Regions from separate parts of the Sus scrofa genome. Here region 1 is linked to region 2. The links are chromatin contacts, called in public Hi-C maps. All regions are on one chromosome and are shown on one strand. The core of a region is the stretch at or near the end of the contact, and the rest is flanking DNA. Distances in the headings are between cores, read along the strand shown.

Region 1 (3,619 bases), core at 687-3,186, 74 kb after region 2:
TGGGTTGTGGATGTGGCGCGGATCCCGCATTGCTGTGGCTCTGGTGTAGGCTGGCAGCTGCAGCTCTGACTGAACCCCTGGACTGGGAACCTCCATATGCCGCGAGTGTGGCCCTAAAGACAAAAAACAAAAACAAACAAAAAAATCGTCCCTTCCATAAATTCTCAAATGTTTCATTTGTAATAAGTCTGTCTAGGGGAAAGCAATTCCCAAATCCAAATTCTATTTATGAGGTTTCATAAGGACAGAGCATAGAATCCCAAAGTTTCTATTTATTTAACCTTATTTACTCAAAATTTTTTACTAAAAAGTTTTAAATTTCACTTTTAATTATCTTTTAAACAAGGTATAAGGAAATAAAAAGTAACAATAATAAACTCTAGCTGGGTGCAATTTTATTAATTTTCACACACAAAAAAGCATTAACATCACAAAGAGATTATGCCCATGAAGTCTCATAATTGTTACTCATCAATTAGAAAAATGTTAAAATCCTGAAATCTGAAAATTAAAGATGTACTTTCTACTGTGCATTTTAAAAAGGCATTTCTGTGATAGTTTACCAATGCCGAAAGGCCATAGAATATTCTAGTCTATACTTCATTTGCATTCATAGCACAAATACTTAAGAAATCCAAGCTGAATGCAGCTACATAGGCTTTTGTTTTTAGAAAACCATCCCTTCCCTACCCAAACACCAGTAAACTACAATGCATCATAAGAAAAAAATAAACAAATATAAACATACATTATAAGCTGCAAATAAACTGTAAGGATATTTGATTAGAAATATCTTCCTTTTTCATCACCTTGCTTAAAACAGGTCGGCTAAGCAAGTACCTGATCCGGGAATTCTTTTCCCCCTTCACATATGAAAACTGAGTTGTTACCTAGGAAAAATGCGGAATTTTTTTTTTTTTCTTTTTTGGCCACCCTGTGGCACAAGGAGTTCCCAGGCCAGGGATCAGATTCCAAGTTTAAGTTGCAACCTCAGCCGCAGCTGTAGCAACACCAGATCTTTAACCCAACGGTGCCAGACCTGGCATCGAACCTGTGTCCCAGAGCTCCCAAGAGGCCAATGATCCTGTTGTGCCATGGCAGGAACTCCAAAATGTGGAACCTATACTTTAATATTATTAACAACAAAAATATAGTTTGATGCCTTGAAAGTCCCATTAAGTACGAGACAAAGAAAGGTGGAACAGGAGGGATAGGGAATTCCTGCTGTAGCACAACAGGATCAGTGGTGTCTCTGGAGTGCTGGACACAGGTTTGATCCCTGGCCTGGCTCAGTGGGTTAAGGATCCCTCATTGCCACAGCTGTGGTGGAGGTCACAACTACGGCTTGGATCTGATCCCTGACCTGGGAATTCCATATGCTGTGGGGCAGCCAAAAAAAAAAAAACAAAAAAAAAAACAAAAAAAAACCAAAAAACCAAACCGCTTGGGGGAAAGGTTGGAAGGGGAGAAAGACAAAAGAAAAGAACCAAGACAGAGTAAATGAGGGAAAAAAAATCTAAGAGAATTAGGGAAAGGGGGAAGTGGAGAGTGAAAGGCAGTAAATTGTGCTTTCTAGAGCTAAGTCTATATCATTTAACTGCTTTTATTATAACTGCTCATTAATTTAACTAAAGATTCCAGAGAGGTTAAAAATAAAGTGATTTTTCCTAATAATTCTGATTTAGCTATTCATCAAACTTCTATGCATAAAACTTGCCTTCACAAAATCTGAATTAGGGCAAACTAATCAAACAAATAACAATTTTGGGGGGGTCAGAACTGATCCCAGAAATTTCCCACTCACCATGTTCCTTGACATTAAAGTTTAAAACTCCTAATTATGTGATTTGTCAGTTCCTCAAAACACTAACCACAGCCCCAAAATAGTTTCCTAAGCCATGATCTTACTGAAGACAATTTAGTCCACAAGGCTATGGGTTTAATTTGTAACTACGTTTTGTCATTTTTGACCTTGGACACACAAGTCATGAGAGATTGCCAGCATGGTAAAACTTTCCAATTGAAACACAACAAAATTTCCCAACTTTTAAATCTGATGTTAAAGTCAGAAGAAAAGGAAATAAAGGTACTCATTAAAGAGGGAGTGAAAGGCAACTAGACCGAACAAACCAGGACAAAATTCGTACAAGGGGGTGGGAATAAGGGTATGAAGCAACAAATTCAATTATAAATAATAGTCTCACTGTTAGTTTCTTTTAAAAAGTACTAATACTCCCTTTTAGGAAAAGTTGAGCTAAGACAGTTAATGTTTAGGTATGATGATTAAGGACCTTTTAGCTACTTACCAGGAAACTGACTCCAAAACTACCAACAGAGACAGTAAGATGGTGAGGATAACTACATTTGAGACCTCAACTGGAGAACATAATAAAGGCACCGATACTGTCTTTTACATACTATATCACATACAGAGTTTCCTTTTAACAGTCATATATACAGCAAGACTCCTTTTTAAAGAGCATCTATTAAAGGATTAAATTTGTTAACATTTCTTAGCACCAAATAAATAATATGTACACACTTATTTTTGGATACCAAGTCAAGGCACAATTAATGAAAATTTAAGTCAAAATGTTTTCTAAATGCTTTTTAAAATTTGGCATCTAGTAGACTGACACACTGAGTCATCCTAAAATCATTTAAAATGTAGTGTCCAACATAAAATTTTAATCCTCACTATCCCCTAAAATATAGGATTTTACATAAATTGACACATATTATACTTTTATACATTTCTAAAGGATTTCTGCAAGTTAGTAACTTTCCTATCCAAATACCAAAAGTCCGTGAATAAGCCTTATTTAAAAACTGCCCTACAAATAGAGAAAACACACCTTACTGGTTCATTTCCAAAAGAAATCCCTGCTCAGACTTTCTCCATTTAGGAGCAATCATTTACCTATCCACTGGTGGTAAGAAAAGGCTGGTAGTGCCAAAGATAATCTCAGGTAGTTGTGCTTGGTCATGCTTTCCTGCTTAAGCTCAAGACATCTGTGAAGTGTCTGCTACCTGAATATTTAAAACCTGTAGTCATGCAAAGACTGAAAATACTGAACCATATCTCCCCTATATTTCAATTCTCTTCAATTAAAAATCATTGTGATTCTTTTTCTTATCAGGATATTAAAAAAACCCTAATTTTTAAGCTTGCACTTGTTTTGTTTAAAAAAAAAAAAAAAAAAGGTTGTTTGGGGAAAGTTTCTCTGAACAAGGAAAGTATCAGGCATTTCCAAAATAGTCACATGTTTGCTTGGTATGCAAAAATTAATTTCTGAAACAACTCAATTTTTACATCAACTCCAGCTTTCTTAAGCTGGGTTATATTTCCTTTTTAAAAACTCAATTATTTTCAGATATACATATTTTTAATGATTTTGTCTGGCACAAGAAAAATATTGCTCAACAAGTCTACTCCCTTAACATGTATTCTTTAAAAAGTGTTTTACTGTTCAATTAAAATTAGTATAAAAAACCCAACTCACTGGCAAAGTAGAAAGAAGGGCTTGTCTCCTTGTTGTATGGTAATTTAGGACATGCTGAATTTGGGAAATAGAAAGGTTAATTAGCCTTTTGAGGTGTGCATTTTCCTAGTTTTCTG
Region 2 (3,306 bases), core at 728-3,227:
CAGAGGATCCATTCCTCACAGAGGGATCCTATTAAAACTAAACCAAATCATACCCTCTCTCCAACTCTAAAACCTCCCATGGCTCCCTACTTCTCTCAGCATAAAATTCATTCTTCCCCCCTGAATTCCAACTGCCCTTGCTCTCTCGCTTTCCCCTTTACTCACTTGTCTCTAGCCACCCTGGTCTCCCTGCTATTCCTCAAACACACCAGACATATTCCCACCTCAGGGCCTTTGCCCTGGCTATTCCCTCTGCCTAGAATGCCTTTCCCATATCTCATGTGGCCAACTCCTCATCCTTCAGTTTCAGCTTGACTATCACCTCCTCAAGAAGGCGCCCCCCAGTCACTGCCTGAAATCACCTGGGTCATTTTTGCCTGTTCTAGGAGGGCAGGGTTCTTTGTCTGAATTCTAGTGCCTAGCATGTAGTTGGTGCTCAAATACCTGTAGAACGAATCGAAAGGTTGTCTACTTAAATCTCTCAGCAGGCCCATGAGAAGTCATTCCCCATCCCACATTCATAGATGTGGAAACTGAGACAAAGAGAGCTAAGCAACTTACCCGAAGGTACAATTCTGTGCCTAGAATTGCATGCTGTGGGCAACCAGCCCAAAGGAACTGTTCTTGGAGCCTCACCACCTCTTAAGGCCAAAGGAAAAGCAATTTCCCTCATACTCAGCAGCTCCCCTTCTACCACCCCCACCACCTGGAGCCCAAAGTCACCAGCCAGCACAGGACCCCTCTGCCGATGGCCCTGGTTCCTCCTGCCCAACAAGAAAGGCGGGGAAGGCAGGAGGCAGCAGGGACACAGGCTCCAGCCTCTGGGAGGGCCTGGCAAGCTGGCTTATCTCCCTGTGCTCATACAGTTTTCCAAGAAGTTCAGAGTCCGCTGTGAGCACTGCTGCTGATTCAACAGTCCCTGGCCAGGCAGGAAGCTGGAGGGGACCGACCCAGCCCCTCTCTGATCCCAGGGCTAAGTTCTTGCCTCTGCCAGTCCAGGCTAGAGGACCTTGAGAACACAGCCTCATCTATAAAGTGAGAATATTAATATCCACCCCTCTTGGAATTGAATAAATTAGTCCTGAAGAGCCATCTTGCAAAATGCTGAGCAGGTAGTAAACATTCAGTCAAGGAATTGTCCAAAAGAAAATAATTAGCTCCAGGCCTCCAGGGATACAGACTGCCTAGAACTGAGGCATGGCATTTTGATGCTCATTTCAAGGAAAGAAGCCAAAACCACTGGGCCTGGGATTGGATCCAGCTGCCACAAGTGTCCCCTAGCAGTGGGCATGTTAGAGAGGGTGTGGCAGGTATGGCTGGAAAACGTGTTGAGAACCCCGAAGAGCTCCTGCGCAGCACTGCCTTGGGCAGCGGCCACAAGCACTCCAGGTAGGACGGCCATCCCAGGCCATTGCTCCTAGCTGCTCTCTCTCCTTTTGTACGTGGTGTGTTCCTTAAAGGACAGCCAGAGTCCTAAATGGGGTGGTCAACGCCAGAATGTAGGAGTCAAGTGGAGCTCTCCTCCCCAGAGTTCCCCCAGAGGTCTCTTATTGGGCAGGAGAGTCATCAGCCAAGTTTGCCCCCTGCAGCTGGGGTCCCTGATGGGCAAATTACCACTGGCGTGGAACTGCAAATGGACAGATCCCCAGCAGAGGTCTCCCCAGAAGGCCGGAGGACCCCGAGGCCCACGGCGGCCCGAGCCCGGTCCCGCGTCCCCTCTCAGGTCCGCCCGAAAGCTCTCACCCCACCCCCACTACGCCAGGCTGGCCTTACCTCGCGGCGCGGCCTAGGGCGACGGCGACGGCCGGACTAGAGGCGCGGAGCCAGGGGACCGCCCGGCCATGGTCTGGGACTTGCTCGGTGGCCGCAGCCGCGGTGGCGCTTTGTTTCCCGGGCGGCCGAGCCGGCGCAGCCGCGGGAGAGCGGGGATCCGACCGAAGGAGGCGGAGGCAGCCGGACAGTCCGCGACCCACCGACGCGCCTCTTTAACCCTTCCCAACCCGCGGGTGCTGGGTCGGCCGCGAGTTCGTCCCCTACTCCCGGATTGGCCAGCCCAGATCCGGCGCACCCCCTGGATTCGCCACGCCCCTGTGGGACCGCCCCTGAAACCACTCTTAAAGGAACCGCAACTGGCTCAGGAATGCCCTGTTGGAAGAAAGGTTGGATCCCTGAGACACAACACGCTTCCAGGGTAGATATAGGGGGCGGATTCGTCCAGAAAAAGCATCGGGGTCCTGGGCGTGACCATTCGCTGAAGCCCTAGCCTTGAGTTCGAGCTCCTCCCTGGCTAGGGTTGCCAGATATAGCAAATTTAACACCAGCTCAATTTTAAATATAACTGCCAAAAACGTGTGATTTATTGAAAAAAGCTGATTACGGGACATTTCGGGCATCACGGCAAAGTCAACATAGGACTCTTCTATATGAACAGGATGCCTTGCAACCCTACCCCCGGCCCGAGGTGAAGAGGGAAATTTCTGGAGTTGGGCAGGGTTGGGCTCAAGTCCCAGTAAGCCTTTTAGTCACTGTGAGGCCTTAGAAAAATCAATCCATTTTTCTAGCCCTGTTTCCTTATCTTTCAAATAGAGACAACCATGGTATATAAAGGGCATGGCACACAGTAGATGCTATTAATAAATAGGGATTTTTATTCTTTTTGTTCCATCCAAAATAACACAGTTCTATCTCTCTAGAGCTGTCTTTGTTTGCTGCTCTTGCAGCCTTCCTTCTGGGACTCAGTTACTGTTCAGCCCTGGCCTGAAAGCAGGAGAGAAACAGGACAGACCAGCATCATCTATTCATTCTACAGTCCCTCACTAAGCACCTGTGTAAGACTGAGTTGGTCAACAAACAATTGAGATATAGAAGTGATTCTTGCTAGGAAGACTATAAGCCACAGGAGTAGGAAAGAAAGACTGGGAGTACAATTTTAGACAAGGTGGTCAGGGAAACTGCTCTAAGGAGCAGAGACTTCAAAGAAGTGAAGGAGGGAGCCATGTAGATATCCGAAGGAAGGGTGTCCCATGCAGAGGGAAGAGCAAGGGCAAAGGTCCTGAGGTGGGACCACACGAGCATGTCTGTAAAACGGAAGGGGCCAGTGGGGCTGGAGCCAAGTGAGCAAAGGGAATAATAGTAGGAAATGAGGTTAGAGAATATTGGCAAAGCCAGGTTACTCAGGGTCTTGTGTGTCATGGCAAAGATTTTGCTTTTTCTCTGGAAGGAATGGGAGCCATGGGAGGGTTTTGAGCAGAGGAGGGACATGCTATCTTAGGTTCGACATGGTTCCTGGCTGTAAGAAGCAAGGGT

The links. A called contact is a pair of places that touch in the nucleus more often than the background predicts.
Region 1: a Hi-C map of liver shows a contact between it and region 2, with 4 times the contacts expected there. The contact joins the enhancer-like site here to the promoter of FAM109A in region 2. A contact is called at or near these places in 3 of 5 promoter capture datasets (fetal liver, fetal skeletal muscle and liver), 29 of 47 Hi-C or Micro-C datasets (adipose tissue, alveolar macrophages, blood and 13 more) and 2 of 2 datasets of contacts at active chromatin or transcription factors (alveolar macrophages and skeletal muscle).

What each region holds. Positions count from the first base shown.
Region 1 is chr14:32,672,880-32,676,498 of Sscrofa11.1, forward strand. It overlaps ATXN2 (ataxin-2), which reads right to left. Exons shown (of 27, transcript XR_002338543.1): 21 at 3,504-3,557. Among named protein-coding and RNA genes, the nearest start is that of SH2B3, 51 kb to the left of the region's middle. Within about 2 kb of position 1,937, at least 2 of the 83 cell types and tissues checked have an H3K27ac peak or open chromatin away from gene starts, as enhancers often do. A contact at or near this core is called in liver, where this site is marked.
Region 2 is chr14:32,598,731-32,602,036 of Sscrofa11.1, forward strand. It overlaps FAM109A (sesquipedalian-1), which reads right to left and starts at 1,978. Exons shown (of 3, transcript XM_013982887.2): 1 at 1,774-1,978.